Linked DNA regions of Ovis aries: region 1 is linked to region 2. The links are chromatin contacts, called in public Hi-C maps. All regions are on one chromosome and are shown on one strand. Each heading gives the region's core, a stretch centred on a gene start, on an enhancer-like site or on the middle of the called end of the contact. The rest is flanking DNA. Distances are from core to core; before and after follow the strand shown.

Region 1 (4,380 bases), core at 419-2,918, 41 kb after region 2:
TTCCTACCTCTCAGCTTCCTTCTCCCACTATCAGCAGCAATGAATTTTTTACAATTTCTCCTTGTAGCCCTCTCCTTAATTACATGGATTCCAATACTCTTTTCTCCATACCAGTGCCAGTGATTAGGCATCTTTCTACAGGATCAGCCCTGCCTCTGCTTTAAGAAATAAAAGCTCTGACTGTTTAAACACAAGAAGGGGGTGCTGTGCCAAGCTGCACAAATTTGTAAACTTGGTAAGAACTGATGGGTGGGTGGGAAAAACCTGGAAAGCACCTTTGAAGCAAAAGACAAATACCATTTCTAAAGAACTTACATAAATTGATAAGAAAAATATTAAGAACCCAATAGATACTTGGGAAAGTTCAGATAACAATTTTTCAAAGAAGAAATACAAGTTGGCTTTTTTAAAAAAGAAACAAATTCAACTGTACTAATCAAAGAAATATAAAATTTAATGAAATATCACTGATTATCTAATGAATATATCATGCTTTAAAAACAAAAAAGAAAAAGTAACATTCCTCAGTATCTGTAATGGTGTGGTGAAAGGAAAACTGTCATGTGTTGCCAATGAGAATTTAAACGAGTAGAATCTTCTGAAAACAGTCTTAAAACTTTATATATATAATCCAGTAATTTTACTTTTTGTAGTGTGGTTTAAAGAAAAAATCAGAAATTCAAACAATTTACACCTAACAAGGCTTGTTGCTATTTTAGATGCACATTTTCAATAAAGGGGGGGGGGTTAAAAACCCACACCTGATATTAGTGCCTCTATTTTAGCATTTCAACTAATTTGTATCATATTTAGTCATGTCCAAGTCGGTCTGCCTCACTGGACTGTGAATTTCCTGAATACAAATTTGAGGTTCAATCAGCTCTGTGAGCACTTATCACCTTATCACCCTGTGAACACTCCCAGCACCTAACAGAAAACTTCATTAACAGCAAATTAATCAATGACTGACTTCAAAGACACATAAACACACACATAAAGGACATGAACAAACACTAAATCTATAACCGACCTAATTTTTCCACAATTTGGAATAAACTCAATTCCATGAGATTATTATAGGAATAAGTTAATAGATTGCAGTAATTACAACCTACAATCATGCTCCTTTATCCTTTCTTCCTGCCTGGAACACAGATTTAAGGTCTAGAGATAGAACAGCCATCTTGAAACCATAAGTCAAGAAGCTACAAGTCAAGGACTGCAGAGCTGAAACAGAAAAGCTTTGGTCCGCATTACGTCACTGAGCCACTACCTCACTCCAGATATCTTGTTATGTGAGAAAAAGAAACCTTACATGTTAAACTCACTTAATTACATTAATTAATATGGTGTTTTCTGTTATCAGAATTGATAAAATTTTCTGATAGATACTAACAGGGTTTTCCGTTATTTGTTGTGACATATTAATAAATGATACATAACCATCCACTTGATAATAGTAACTAAACCAGGGGTGGTTACTTAAAGACCATCAGAGTCTTTCTTAGATTGATTTATGGTCTCAGGAGAAAGAACTCCTTTTTTCCCATTAAAGGCTAAAACTCTATGGCTAAAAAAAAATAAATAAACAAAACTCTATGGCTGCTGGCAGACACTGCCTGTCCCTTAACAATAACAAAGTCTATCTGTTGAATGGAGAAAAGCAGAGCCAAAAGACAGAGAAACATCATCTCAGCTCCCAGATTTGGCTCAGCCTGAAGCCTATCCCAGGCTTCCTAATTATTATGCAAACTAAATTCTCTTTTTTGCTTAAGATTACCAGGGCTTCCCTGGTGGCTCATATGCTAATGAATTTGTCTGCAATGAAGGAGACTTGGGTTTGATTCCTGGGTTGGGAATACCCTCTGAAGAAGGGAATGGCTACCCACTCAAGCATTCTTGCCTGGAGAATTCCATGGACAGAGGAAAGCCTGGCAGGCTATAGTTCATGGGGTTGCAAAGAGTCAGACATAACCGAGTGACTAACACTTTCACTTTTCACTTGAATTGCATTTCCAACACTCGCACCCAAAAGAGTCCTATATACTACACTGGTGTAAACACGTAAATAATTTTTTACAGGTTGAAAAAATACCTTGTCCTATATCAACTCATATAATTCAAGTTACATTTGTCATTCTCCAACTGCTTACTATTTATTTTCATTATGTCCATACTACAACCACACTGAATTGTGTGCTCTTTTGTACACCTTTCATGTTTTCCTATTTATATGATTTGATTTTTGCCTGCTGTTTTACATTAATGCCTTTCTTCTAAATCTCTAATCACATTTCTTCTGAAACATCACAGAATTTATCTTTATGCCCCTTAGTAGTTTTGATCTTGCATTACAGTTATTCATGTGTATGTCTTATCTACCCAACAGTACTATAATCTCACTTTGTTTGGATTTGTATATATCCCCACAGGTCAGTGTGTTTCCATAATCCATGCTATTTCTACTAAACTTAAGCTACTTCCTAACAATACACCTAACTACTGACATGTATTATTAACACCTCTATAGTTAGTTGTCAACAGTAATATACTTAATCCTCCTAGATACCACAAAAGCCACATTAACACAAGTGAGAAGAATGAATGGGAGTACAAATTACATTCAGGTAGGCATATACATACATATAAAACTGAAAAAGTCAACTCTTCAATTTAAGAAATGTTTTACCTAGAGACGTTCAGGTTTTCTGATTTTTGATGAGTCACCCACGTCAAACCTATTCTAGGTCTCAGTATTTCTCTGATATTTCTCAGGCAAATCTCCATTAAGGATTCTTACCTCTACCCGTATAGTCAAAGCTATGGTTTTTCCAGGACTCATGTATGGATATGAGAGCTGGACTATAAAGAAAGCTGAGCACTGAAGAATTAATGCTTTTGAACTGTGGTGTTGGAGAAGATTCTTGAGAGTCCTCTGGACTGCAAGGAGATCAAACCAGTAGGAAATCAATCCTGAATATTCAATTGGAAGGACTGATGCTGAAGCTGAAGATCCAATACTTTCGCCACCTGATGCGACGAGCTGATTCACTAGAAAAGACCCTGATGCTGGGAAAGGTTGAAGCAGGAGAAGGGGATGACCCAGGACAAGATGGCTGGATGGCATCACCAACTCAATGGACATGAGTTTGAGCAAGCTCTGGGAGATGGTGAAGGACAGAGAAGCCTGGCATGCTGCAGTCCATGGGGTCGCAAAGAGTCAAGACATGACAGAGCAACTAAACAACAACCCATGTGCTTACGCACCATTATGTTTCCATGAAATATCCATGAAGAGAAAATCCACTCCTAGCAGTATTCACACCTCTGTATCTAGGCCCAAAGAGTATATAGTTAATGCCTTCAGCTTTCCTAACTCCGCTAGGATCTATTTCTCACTAACTTATTCTTAGCACTTTGGCCCTAATGCCTTTCCCTGTCTTTCATCCTTCTTTTAGCTCTAGCTGAAATATTGAACAATAACAGCAGCTACCATTTACTGAATATCTAAAACAATCCAGACACAGTGCTGGGTACTTTATAAAAGTATTTCTGATTCTCATGACAATACTAATGATGCTAGACTAATTTTACAAATAAGGAACCTGATCCTCAAAGAGTAAGGTAATTTGTCAAATATTACCCAGCTGACCAGTATTACAGCTGCAATTTAAGTTCAGATCTACCTAGTTCCAAGCCCATGTTTCTCTCATTGTATCATATTACCAAAAATAAAACACTGGCTGGTCTCACAGCTTCTATCCTTATCAATCAACAATCTATTCACACAGCATCCAGAGTGATCCTTTGTTCAAATATTAATTCATTTTTTCTGCTCAAATCCCTCCAATGTTTCCTTATTTAGAAGCTCAAGTTCCTCACTAATGACCTACGAGTTCTACGTAATCTGTTCACTTGTCCCCTTCTCAATCATCTCTCTGGTTTTGTTAATCTCTCCCTCACTCCACTCCAGCCACACTGGCTTCTCTATCATTCCCCATACACACCAAGGCTGTTCACACCTCAGGGTCTCTGAACTTACTGTTCCCACTGCCTGTAACACTCTCTCCTCTCCACTCAAAACTCTCCCACCTCATTCCCTCACTCAGGCCTCTGTTCAAATGTCACCTTCTCAATGGAAACTTCCACACCACCTATTTTAAACTGCCACCTCCTGTCCTCAGTACTCTCTATTCCTCTCTTCTTTTGATTTCTTTCTCTAAAATACTTACCAACATGACATATTGTAGGGGGCTTCCTGGGTAGCTCAAACGTTAAAGAATCTGCCTGCAGTGCAGGAGACCTGAATTCAATCTCTGAGTTGGGAAGATCCCCTGGAGAAGGTAATAGCAACCCACTCCAGTATTCTTGCCTAGAGAA
Region 2 (4,785 bases), core at 183-2,682:
AAACTCAATGGTCAAAATCACATTCATTTTCTCCTTCACTTTTCCTCATGAAATTCTTCTCCTGTCCTTCACCTTGGCTGGAGGCATTCATGTTGCCTCTATACATCCCTGGCCTTCATTTCCTCTATGCAATCATTTCTCAGGATGAAAAAGCTGAGAGTGGAAAGAGCTCCCCTGTGCGTCCCCACCTCCCGGTTCCCACAGACACTGTCCTAGACCTCCTACTCACCTTACTATTCCAACAGTCTCCTAATTGATACTCTTGCTCCTGTGTGTCTACCTCCCCACCCTACCCACAACAAACATGTCACCCAGAGTGACTGTGCAAAAATAGACTTTATCATGTCATTCCCCAGTCCCATCTCCCCTAAGAAAGGAAGACAACCTTCACACTGTGATGGTTTCTACTGCAGAAAAAAACAAGTCCCCAACACTTTATTGTGGCATTGCAGGCCCCTGACATTGTCCTCAACCCAAGCTTCCTCTTTTGCTCCTCCCCTTCATATTCCAGACACACTACGAGCTTTGTCCTATCTCTGGCTGTTCAGCCTTTGTTCACACCCTTCCCTAGAATTGCTGTGTCTGAGTCATTATTTCTTCAGTGCCCAGCACAGAGCTTGGCCAAAGCAGCTGCCAGTAAAACTTGCCTAACAGCCAAAAAAATTGAGAGATGGGGAGTTTTTTCTTATTCAGAGAACCAAGAAATCAGTTTCCAACAATTCTCCCCAAAGTCACATATACCTATACTCTCTCTCAAATCTGTCAAACATATGTTCCACATATGTTAGAGGTCTCTTTTGAGGATAAAATGGGGTAAATAAGGCAATTATATTTGGGAGAGGAAGGCCTAGGGATACACACATGGTGAGATTTCACTCTCCTTTCGAGGCCCAGCTAGCTCATTCATTCATTCATTCATTCACTCTCTTATTCATTCCTTCTTCTATTCAATATTTATTCAGCACTTCTACACATCAGAGACTATAAAGCTTCCCTCAAGTAACCCATGTTTACACTTCTGGTAAATGCATTCATTTGTGTCTCTTCTAGCTGAGTCCCTATGGTGAGGGACATGTCTCCCACATCACTAGATCCCTGAACCCAGCCTAGGGTCTCATGTTTGAATAACTAGGGGCCTCTTGGCATTATTCAGCTGAGTCAGCTACATTGAACAGGCCTTCCTTCTGAAAGGTATGCCAGGGACCTCTACCAAGGATGGGAACCACCACTAAAGAAGAGCCAACTTAGTCTTTCCAGCCTCCACTCATCCAGGATGGCCTAAGTAGGAGAGATGAGAGCAAGGGGCTGGAACTGAGGTTGGCAGTAATTAGAGAAGGATCTTACCTGGGAGAAGCAGCAGTTGGTCACTCTCCTTAGATCTGAGCTCTTCTTTCTCAACGAGACATCCACTGGCCTGGTTTGCACTCCAAAGTGAAACTCACCAGTGATATGAGTTACAATGTCACCAAGCCCCACCCTCTCACTAGACACCAGCTAACTCAGGAAGGTGCACTTCCCTCTGAGTCTGTCTTAAGGGGAGGCTGGGTTAGGCAGGACCATGGTGCAAATTTAAGCAAGATCACCACAGGAAGTTGAGAGTTTTGAACTGAGTCAAGAGCCCTAGGATATCCCCTCTGCAATGCTGGGAAGCTCCATCCATTTTACAGGCACTCCGAGTCTGAGTTCTGAAGTGCTGGCTTACCACTGGAAAGGAACTAGAGGAACCTAACCTGGGAAATACGCAATTCAATGGACAATTTTCCAAAACATGGAAGGACTTACTAAATGAACAAGAGGCAATGTGGGAGTACAAGAGGAAGAGACTAACCCTGCCCCAGAGTGGGCAGAAATTGAGGAAGCTGAGCACTGAAGGAAGAGTGGGAGTGTGTCCTTGACAAAGAGAACAACATGTACAAAATCACGGAGCACAAGGCAACTTCATGGAATTGGGGTTCAGCTCCAAGGACCTCAAGATGACACATGTAGGTGAGGATATATGGTGGGATGAGAGGCAGCCAGACTGGAGTTTAGTCTATAGGCCAAGAGGTTAACAGTAGGTTCACACTGTGGGACTTCCCTACCAGAAGGGGAAGAGGAATCTCAAGCTGCAGTGGAGCTGTGGGCTAGCCAGCTGGTTTTCCCTGAATGTCTTCTGGAATGTGCAGAAAGCTGGGATATCACTGTGCCCAGTGTTGTGGTCTAAACAGTTTTGTCCCTCACCCCCACCAACCTAATCCTTATGTTGAAAGCCTCATGCTGAAGATGATGGTATTAGGAAGTAGGGTCTTTGGGAGGTGATTAGGTCCTAAGGGTGAAACCCTAATGAATGGGACCAGTGTTCTCATCATATGTCACTGAGAGCTCCCTTGCCTCTTCTGCCATGTGAGGATACAGGAAGTGGGTGGTCTGCAACCTGGAAGAGGGCCTTCATCCATGTTGGCACATTGATCTTAGATGTCCAGCTGCCAGAACTGTGAGAAATACATTCCCATTGTTTATAAGCCACTCAGTCTGTGGTAGTATTTAATAGCAAGCCAAATGGACTGAGACACCTACCCACCATGGTAACTAGACATAGTGCACCAATTTCCCTCGAAATTGGTGAGCAGATACTTTAAAACTTCCGGCTACCTCATCAACAGTAACCCTACCATTAACCATAACAGTACTCGGCCTACACATGACACCAGGATGGAGACCGAGGATGATACCTGTTCTGTCAGTCTGGGGCATGACTGGACCTGGAAACATGCCAGACATCAGCCCCACTGCACAGTTCAGTGGGCAGCAATCAGGCAGATAAGCTCTAAAGGCAGGAAAATTGGGAATGGGGGTGGGGAGGACAGAGTGGCCGTCATTCACAACATAGCAGCCTGCCTAGCCTGGGGCTCGTCTCTCTCAACTTTGTTTAGTTAGGAGAGAACACAGAACTGAATGCCAAAGGCCCAGCTGTGATTCATGCTGACAGTTTGCTCTCTCCTGAACCTGAGTGAGGATACATCCCTGACAAGCAATGCCAGGGCTCTTTGTCTGTATTTCTGGAGTCCCATGTCTATTTCCCCAGCAGCAGGGGTCCCAGTACCCTAGGCAGAGTGTCAAAGAAGGCCTATGTCAGAGCCTATGCAGGGAGGAAGCAGCCTGGGCTTGGGGTCTGTGAACTACTGTGACAGCCCTGACTGGAGCAGAGGCATAGCAGGGATCAGCAGTTCTCTTCAGACCAGATGACCACTGACCAACAAGGGGAAGGACAAGTCCTGACAAGGGTCCTCATGGACCCTAAGCGCCAATCTCCAGCTGTTCAGGGGGAACTAAGGAAACAGGAGAGGCAGATAGCTGGGGGAAACGTGGGCTGTAGCCCAAGTACCATGGCTGGGATGAGAGCCAGGCCATCCTTGTTCTGAGCTGCTCCCAGGCTTGCTTCTCACAGCTGACAGTGCCCCAAGGCCAGGCACACAGGCCCTCAAGCCCAAATAAGCTTCCTGCCTTTCCCCCCATGCCCTTTTACTCCAGCTCTCCTATACCCATCAAGCTGCTCTTTACTGTTAAGTGTTTTGTTCATGCTGATCTGCCTGGATTGACTCCCTCTTTGCCCCATCCAGCTTTTCCACTTAACTTTTCTTCATTCTTTAAATTACACCTTAGACATCAACAATGCTGGGAGCCTTCCCAGACAAGCTCCTCCTGGCCCTGATCCTAGCTGAGTAGCAGCCTATTGATCCCATAGTGTCTTGATCTCCCTGTATCATTGCATTGACTACAATCTATCAATAGAATGTTTGCCTTCCCCTACTGCACTGTGGACTCTCAAAGAATGATTCTTATTTGTCTTTGGCGCCCCTGTTCTAGATCTAACATGAGATGAAAACTGAAGATGAAAGTTGTCCAGTTGTATCTGACTCTGCAACCTCATGGACTGTAGCCCACTAGGCTTCTCTGCCCAAGGGATTTCCAAGGCAAGAACACTAGAGTGGGTTGCCATTTCCTTCTCCAGGGGATTTTCCCAACCCAGGGATTGAACCTGGGTCTCCTGCATTGCAGGTGGATTCTTTACCATCTGAGCCACCAGGGAAGAGGTATCAGTTAATTTTTCTTAAATTGAAGAACTCTCCCACAACCTCAATAGTACAGGGCGTTTGAAACTGAGAGGAAATAAGTAATCTCTTCTTGCCTTCCAGGTACACATGGCTTCAGCAGCCTTCCTACTCAGGGTTTATACATTCTTCCATCTTCCCACTGGTACTACCATCTACTTACTACCTGCCTTTCCCTCACCCCAATTCCCATCTTCTAGATCAACTTACGGCCAAAGCTGCTCTGCCTCACAGGTGAGAATGGGCCCATCCAAGTTTAAAATTCCCATTGGATTTTGTGACAAGTGGGGTTAGGAAGTAGTGCGGAATAGTAGAGAGAATCAGCACTGGTGTCAGACAGACCTGGGTTTGAATCTCATCTAATTTACCAGTTGTATGAATCAAAATGAGTTTTTACACTTCGCTGAGCCTGTTTTCTGTGTATAAAACATAAAGACTAATAATGCCTTAGGACAGGTTCCTCCAGAAGTGGACCTAATTTGAGTGTCATTTAATTGGGAAGCAATCCAGGCCAGGGTTAGGATTAGGGCAATGCATGTGAAGTACCTAGCTACAAAATGTGGAGAAACCCTTTCAAGTTCATACTAGTGTCAACTCTTACTTTACATGAACTAAAGAGTGAGGGTCCCTCACCTTGGTCCCAGCCCTGATCCAGGAAGTACTGACAGGGGAGCTGAAAATGAGATAGGAAGGG

Evidence for each region. A called contact is a pair of places that touch in the nucleus more often than the background predicts.
Region 1: a Hi-C map of hypothalamus shows a contact between it and region 2, with 2.4 times the contacts expected there. The contact joins the enhancer-like site here to the promoter of HK3 in region 2. A contact is called at or near these places in 5 of 16 Hi-C or Micro-C datasets (blood and hypothalamus).

The regions. Positions count from the first base shown.
Region 1 is chr5:36,118,718-36,123,097 of ARS-UI_Ramb_v3.0, forward strand. The region is part of intron 10 of UIMC1 (ubiquitin interaction motif containing 1); the gene reads right to left. Among named protein-coding and RNA genes, the nearest start is that of HK3, 42 kb to the left of the region's middle. Within about 2 kb of position 1,669, at least 5 of the 54 cell types and tissues checked have an H3K27ac peak or open chromatin away from gene starts, as enhancers often do. A contact at or near this core is called in hypothalamus, where this site is marked.
Region 2 is chr5:36,077,690-36,082,474 of ARS-UI_Ramb_v3.0, forward strand. HK3 (hexokinase 3) reads right to left here and starts at 1,433. Exons shown (of 18, transcript XM_060415696.1): 1 at 1,345-1,433.